Linked DNA regions of Danio rerio: region 1 is linked to region 2. Evidence: chromatin contacts called from public Hi-C data. All regions are on one chromosome and are shown on one strand. Each heading gives the region's core, a stretch centred on a gene start, on an enhancer-like site or on the middle of the called end of the contact. The rest is flanking DNA. Distances are from core to core; before and after follow the strand shown. Region 1 holds the start of atp8a2 (ATPase phospholipid transporting 8A2). Region 2 holds the start of naa50 (N-alpha-acetyltransferase 50, NatE catalytic subunit).

Region 1 (4,174 bases), core at 381-2,880, 320 kb before region 2:
TTTTTCTCAGAAAACATTCAGTTAAAATCAGAATTTTTAAACCCCCTTTGAAATTGATTTTCTTTTTTAAATATTCGCTAAATGATGTTAAATGGAGCAAGGACGTTTTTACAGAATGTCTGATAATATTTTTCTTCTGGAGAAAGTCTTATTTGTCTTATTTCGACTAGAATTAAAGTATTTTTTAAAAAATTTAATTTTAAAGTCAAAATTATTAGTCCCATAAGCTATATATTTTTGATAGTCTACAGAACAAACCATCATTATACAATAACTTGCCTAATTACCCTAGTTAAACCTTTAAATGTCACTTTAAGCTGTATAGAAGTATTTTGAACAATATCTAGTCAAATATTATTTACTGTCATCATGACAAAGATAAAATAAATCAGTTATTAGAAATGAGTTATTAAAACTAATATGTTTAGAAAACAGAAATTGGGGGAAAAAATAAACGGGTGCTAATAATTCAGGGAGTTTAATAATTCTTATTTATTCTGTATTTCTTTGAAATTTTCACCAGATGTCAGCAACAACCAAAGTTATCCACAAATGAAAAGAAACCAAAACTAATTACTTAAGAAATTAAGTTATGTGTAATTACTTGAAATGAGAGAGGGAAAACATAATAAACACATGCAGAAAGGGAGGCGTAAAAAGGCACGGAAAGCCCAAATTAAATCTTTCCAAGACTTTTGGAGTCTTGGCAAAAAATCACACCTGAGCAACAGATAAGACAAAATAGTCCATTATACAAAATATTAAATGCATTTAAATAGTTCAGTACTTTCTCCATGTGTCGTTCCATTGTTATTACACATAACTATTATATTTATTTTAGTTTATTTATTTGGATTGTTTTGGTTTTTTTAAAATTTGCATCAATGTCAACGGCTTTTTTAGAATTAAATGTACCAGGTGTTTTAATCAAACACCTAACTATAAATCATCAATTCAGAAAAACCCATTTTCCATAGCTGTAAATTCTTAAGTTTAAACATTAAATACATAGTTAAATACTTATGAATGCCACTTTTAACCCTGAACCAACATGGTGCCAAAGGTGGGACCTAAACATTGTTAATTATAAAATCTGATTGAATACCGAACCAATAAAATACTTTAAAATGTCAAATTCATAAATAACAATAACAAAATAGCCCAAATAAATACGCTTAAACATTTAATTGATATTTTCAATTAAGCCTACACTAAAAAAATGCTGTTTGTTTAAACAACTTATTTAAAATGAGCTGAAACAACACAATTCATTAGGTTGTTTTGAGACAACTCAATTGCTTTATGTTCAATCCACTTAAATTTGTAAAAACTAACAAGTTTTAATAATTCATTCATGTTGACCCAACACAAATCAATTGTGTGGAACCCTGCATTTTTTGCAGTGTATTCAATTTTACCCACAGTAATAATTACACAAATAAATACCAGAAGGAGTCCATTGAGGTCCATCCATACCATATGAGGGCGTATTGGCATTCAGAGAAAGTCCAGGCGGGGTCTGCCTCTGATGACGGAACGCGCGCGGATTCGCCTGTGCGTTTGCACGAGCAATAATGCGACGGATCACCAGGATGGCAGAAGCGCGTGCCCGGGCCAGTGCGCGCGCCTGAGGGTGACCCATCATCAATAGGAACTATGTTGCCTCCATCAAACACCGCATCCCTGCGCCTGTGGCCCGCAAACCCCCGCTGAAGCGCGAGTATGCCCACAGCTCGCCCGCGCTGCTGGAAGCTCCACATCGCCGCGCACAATGTATTTCAACCGACGCTCGAAGAAGATCCACAGCGAGGGAGGTAAGATGACATAATCTGCCGACGGGGGACGGTGGATGTGTTGACGCCTGCGTTTTCTTCTGTGCCGCTGGTCATTCGGATGCTCATTTTATTAGAGTATTATTCATTATTATGACATATTAGAGACGGGTTTTAGATGCTGTGATTGGTCAGCATCAGTCGTCCTGCACCTGCTCTTGTTGTGGGTGACCTGTGGTTTTCGCAGTGTAAACACACGGGTCACCAGGGTGACGTTTTGCTTTCAGTGATAAATTAGGGTCAAGTGTTCTTCTGAGATAAAGCGTGATGCGGCAACAATTAATCTTATCCAGATCTGCATTGACGTTTGAGAGAGAAACTCCCTCAGTGGGGTGTTTAGCTCGTCACGTGACTGTTTAAAGCGCTCTGACTTTCTAAGCTCATAGACAGGTCTGCATCACCTGTTGAGGGCATGTGCCTCTGGTTTAATGTCAACCTTTTTATTAATTACTTTATAATTAGGAAAGAAATAAGACAACGTATTTTCAATTAGATGCTGACATGTAGCTGAGGGGTTGACAATCTTTTAGATGCCACAAACCCCTAATGAGATCAGGACCTCAATCATAAAATGTAAAAATGTGCAATTACATAGTTTTGCTGTACAAAGTTGCAATTTACTGTGTTTAAGTCAGAAGTCAGAATTATCCCCCCCCCCCCCCCGTGCCTTATTAGCCCCATGTTTTTTTCATTAATTTCTGTTTAACAGATATTTTTTCAACACATTTCTAAACATAATAGTTTTAATAACTCATTTCTAATAACTGAAGTATTTTATCTTTGCCATGATGACAGTACATAATATTTGACTAGATATTTTTCAAGACACTTCTATACAGCTTAAAGTGACATTTAAATGCATAACTAATTAGTTTAACTAGGCAGGTTGGACTAATTATTCAATTTATTGTATAACGATGGTTTGTTCTGTAGACTATGGGAAAAAAAGCTCAAAGCGGCTAATAATGTTGACTTTAAATTAAAAAAAAAAAACTGCTTTTATTCTAGCCAAAATAAAACAAATTAGACTTTCTCTAGAAGAAAAAATATTATCAGACATACTGTGAAAATTTCCTTGCTCAGTTAAACATAATTTGGGAAATAATTAAAAAAGAAAACACAATTAAAGGTGGGGTACAATACTTGTCATTGGGGTGGTACCTTATACTAATATAGGGAAACTTTTACCTCACAGTTCCACATGTGCACCTTAAAGTTACACATTAATACCTATAAAGTTAGAATGTGTAATTCATAGTACATTAAAAGGTAAAACAAATTCCTTTTGAAAATGCAGTACCACAATGACAGACTTTCTACTTTAATTTTTAGAAAGTACATTTATTTGGGGACATTTAATTACATATTGAATATGTTTAATTAATATGTCTTCATTTAATTTAATCATATTTGTTTAATGTATTTTTTTATTCTAATAATCAGAGATAATATAATTACCATTGCATTGTTTGAAAGTTTTTTTTTAAATCATTTAATCATGTATTTACTGTAATATTTCATATTAATTCAGTGTAACAATTTTATGTAGGCCGCACAATGGTGCAGTGGGTATCGCTGCCGCCTCACAGCAAGAAGGTCGCTGGTTCGAGCCTCGGTTGGGTCAGTTGGCATTTCTGTGTGTTAGTCTGTGTGTTCACATGGGTTTCTTCCAGGTGCTCTGGTTTCCCCCACAAGTCCAAAGACATGCACTATAGGTGAATTGGGTATATGCTAAATTGTCTGTGGTGTATGTGTGTATGGGTGTTTCCCAGTAATGGGTTCCAGCTAGAAGGGCATCCGCTGAGTAAAACATATGCTGAATAAGTTGGCGGTTCATTCCGCTGTGGCGACCCCTGATTAATAAAGGGACTAAGCCGAAAAGAAAATTAATGAATGACAATTTTATGTAACATGAATTTAGTTTAATATATTATTTAATTCGATTTTCCTTTAAACATTCCATGGTTCTCTGTTTGAAAACCAGTTATATATTTATTTATAATTGGTTATATATATATATATATATTTTTTTTTATCTTTTGGTTTATTGTAATATTTGAATCATTATTAAATATACTTCACATGCTTACTCAGTTTCATTAAGTCATATTTAACATCTCTTTACAAAAATTAATGTAAAACAAATTCCTACTAAAATACATTAAACAAAACCTTTTATAGCAATAAGATTGAATTTAAGCAAGAAAGCATTGTTTTTAAAAGACACTGTTACAATAAAGAAATTGTATTGTTCTTTATAAAAGTATTTTATTTTATTTATTGGGTCTATTTTATGCAAAAACTGCTTTAAATGCCTGCAACGTGGGGTTTTATGTATAATA
Region 2 (3,942 bases), core at 1,347-3,846:
AAACTGACTTATAAAATGCCATTAATGTAAAGCTATCAAAAAATGAAAAGCTTGCACGCATTTTGTTTGACAGTAAAGGATAAAATATTTGTATTTTGTTTTTACACTCACTGCTAGCTTCAGTTTATTTTAATTTATTTGGTCTTGACAATATATAGACTTTAGAATTTTTTTATTCGAAAAAATACTACACAAAATATTTCAGTTCTTATTATGTCCTGAACAGTTGAGTTACGGCTTTGTTGTGAAGTGAAGTGAATTCAAATGTAAGTGTTTTGCATCAGCGTTGTTACATACCTAGCTTGGCAAGCTCTCCCACTTCAAGAACATCTTTGTAGAACTTGTCGTTGTAGCTGACAGGGAAGATCACTTGATTCAGACGCTTCAATTGTTTAATGTTGTGGGGTGTAACATCCCCCAACTCGATCCGGCTACTAGAACAAAAGCAGAATGGTCAACTAGCTGTGAACTGACAAACAATGTCCTTTTCTTTACATGTCAGGTCAGCAAACAGTCCACATAAATGACAATATTACAGCTTTACTATTAGAAAAGCCCAAGATATTAGTACAATATCAGTTATCAGTTGATTCTGCTGCATACAAAGCGTCTATGGATATCCATTTTTACCTAATATTAGATTTATACATCATTGTCATTTGTGCTCATTGAACTTCAGGAACAGTAAAATTAATAATGTATACATGATCTTCACTATTTAATCACATTTAATGGTGTAATACTTAAATTACTTCTATAGTTGAATGCAACAGAGTATTTCATTTATTTTATATTAAAATTTGTATTGTATTTAAGCGATAGTTCACCTAAAAATTATAACTTTGTCATTGTTTCCTCATAGTCCACTTATGTCAAACCTGTTTGAGTTTCTTCTGTTGAACAAAGGAAGATATACTGAAAAATGATAGGAAAAAAACAGCCATTAATTTAAATTTGGTTTCTTTTTTCCGACATCATTTGTGTTCAACTGAAGAAAAAAATTTGTAAAAGTTTGGAAACACCTTAGATCGAATAAATGGTGAGAAAATTGTATTTGGGGGGGGGTGGGGGGGGGGGTGGGGGTGGGGGGGGTGAACTACCCCTATAATAACTTAGTATCAGCACATCCTCATTTATCTTTCGTGTGTGTGGGTGTGTGTGAGAGAGAGATACCCTAAAGGTGCACCCACAAAACTACACATTTCTTGTATAACTATGATCACCGTAAACCAGCAGTGCAAAAAGCAGGTATTTATAGGGAGGCAGCAAACTGAAGCCCAACACCAACAACAGCTGCTGGTCACATGTTCACCACTGCCACTGAACAACCAGCATGAGTTGACAGGAGAAAAACATACACACTAAATAGAGTTTACAGAACTTATGATCACAGAACAAATGCCTATACTACTATACACGGTCTTGAAATCAAAGTCCACTGATTAAAACAAGTTAGATAATAAAGTTTACCAATGCTTGGTAAAGCGATGAGAGTAAATACGTTTCAGATGATATTGCAGACTTTTAAAGCAATGGTGCACCACTTCTGTTCATGAAGGGCCCCTTAAAAATACATTTAGTATGTTTTTTTCTAGTGAAACACCTGATTCCCTTCAGCTCCATAGCAGAGACTCTTAATGGGTGTGTCGGATAAATGTGTACTGCTGGAGGCCTTCCAGGAACAGGGCTGGGTACCACTTTTTTACAGATGTGAATTCAAAACTTTAAAATATGAAATATTTTATGATATAAAACAGAATTGGATTTAGAATAAAAATTTAAATATCGCTGACTTTTCTTTATTCTACACACATGGTCACAGCAAACCACTACAGTGAGCTTAACGTAGCATATTAGACATATTTATGCATCGTTTCATCCATCAAACGTTAAAGAATCGTCCTTCATAAAGTGTTTTAAGACCGTATGAACTTGTTCTGTCATTTTCAAAGAGGACATGCTATGCGGCTAAGCTCACTCCATCACGTGTGTCACATTTCAATTCTTACATCAAAATAATCTCACATTAACCCCAACATGACAGCAACAAGCTTTAATACACTGCTATTAAATGTAACGATCCATCTGGGCGCCCATTTGGGAGAGGTTTCAGATTGGCTTGCTAACCAAGATAGCAACTTGAAGACTGACTCAACATTTTCGGATTTAGATTCGACACACGATCCAGTTTGGCACGGACTTCACTCGTGCCGTTTGTACTGGCATAAGATTTAATCTGGTGCTAGATTACATGAGGCACTTTTAAGCTATTTTCTGGAGATTTTGGGAAAAGATTAAGGTAAAACTAGGTGTAAAAACGCGGCGCAAATGTCTCTTCTCCACATTAAGCGCGCAGAGAGCTAACAGCTAGCATTAGAGCAACTCCACTGCCCCCCTGCTGGAAAAAAGAGAATAGAGAGGGGAAAACTTTACTTGAGAGGAATAGAGCCTTCTCTGTCGTCTACTCACCCTTTCATGTTGAAGAAAACACGTTTGTTGTGAGGGATACAGGGGCAGTTGGCGGTATTTGGCAGTCTAAAGGGAAATTTGGGCAGAGTTTGGGATGTGATCCCCTCCACATGTATGTTGCTAGCACACAAGCTAAGCAGTCCGCATTTGCCTCTGTGCTGTGGCCGAAGGTTGCCAAGTCTTTCCTATTAAACCAACACATATAACTTAGATCAGATTGTGAATTAGGAAAACGATATTTTAGTTGTTTTTTATAGTTGATTTATCGATAATGTTCATTTATAGATATAAATTATGTCATATGAGTTGAGATTGAACCCCGAAATAGGCATTTACGACTATACATAAGTAATTAGTCGGTGGTTACTGATGGTTGATTTGGCAACCTTGAATTCTGGGAGGCTGCTGCTGTCAACCTTCACCACTGACAACTAGCAACAGGAAATAGAAAAAAAACGGGAAATTGCGTTTTTGTGACTTAATAATACAAGTCTTATTGTTTTAATCCAAATAAAATGTTGTATAATCTCCTTCTCTAAAGACTTAGAAGGATTTAAAAAAAAATAAAAACATATTTCATGGACGTGATCTAATACAAGAATATTTTGTAAAATAAATAAAAGTGTTGTCCTTGGAATAAAACATTTATCTTCTCCCTGTTTGTGAAACCAGACCAGGTTTTATTGTTTTGAGTTTGTGTTGGCTTGTATTTCAAACTTATATTTAAACTCACAATACCGTGTTCAAAATTACACTGTTAAAAATTCCTTTATTTGCTTATTACAGCAAGATTTTGCCCCTTAGGTTACACAGATTTCACTCCACATATAAATGCATCAACTTGCTGCAATCTGTTGACTTATTATAGGTGCATATATTCATTTAATGTGTTCTAAAATTAAATTAATCTGACATTTTAAATGTATAGTCCATGACTGTCTACTTACACGTAGAAACACCCTTAAAAGAAAATGCCACCAACGAAAGTTACATTTTTAGTTTGAAGGGTGTAAGGTAAAATAATTTATTAATCACAGCATAGTATGCGATAGCCTAATCACTACTCTTCTTGAGTACTTTTAGAAAGGCTACTTTTACTCACACATCGAGTGGTATTTAGAAAACAGATACATTTACAAGTGTCTTGCACTGCATTATTTTGGCAAATAACAGTACTTATGCTTGAGTATGATGTTCAGTACTCTTTCCATCACTGCTTGTCAGGTAAACATGTGTTTTGTCAATTACAATACAATTACAATAGTCAGTTTAAAGGTAGGGGTGGCTTCTTCTTGGTTCGAGTCCCAGTTGAGCCAGTTGGGATTTGTGTGTGGGGTTTACATGTCCTCTCCATGTTCGCCTGGGTTTCCTCTGACAGTCCAAAGACATGCGATATAGGTGAATTGGATAAAACAAAATTGGCTGTAGTGTGTAAGTGTGTGTCAAGAGTTTATAGGTTTTTCACAGTGGGTT

The links. A called contact is a pair of places that touch in the nucleus more often than the background predicts.
Region 1: a contact with region 2 is called in a Hi-C map of hematopoietic stem cells, with 2.4 times the contacts expected there. The contact joins the promoter of atp8a2 here to the promoter of naa50 in region 2. A contact is called at or near these places in 1 of 18 Hi-C or Micro-C datasets (hematopoietic stem cells) and 1 of 4 datasets of contacts at active chromatin or transcription factors (embryo).

The regions. Positions count from the first base shown.
Region 1 is chr24:25,376,993-25,381,166 of GRCz12tu, reverse strand. It overlaps atp8a2 (ATPase phospholipid transporting 8A2), which reads left to right and starts at 1,630. Exons shown (of 37, transcript XR_012399299.1): 1 at 1,630-1,814.
Region 2 is chr24:25,053,870-25,057,811 of GRCz12tu, reverse strand. It overlaps naa50 (N-alpha-acetyltransferase 50, NatE catalytic subunit), which reads right to left and starts at 2,596. Exons shown (of 5, transcript NM_001003623.1): 1 at 2,470-2,596; 2 at 298-431. The coding sequence starts at 2,477.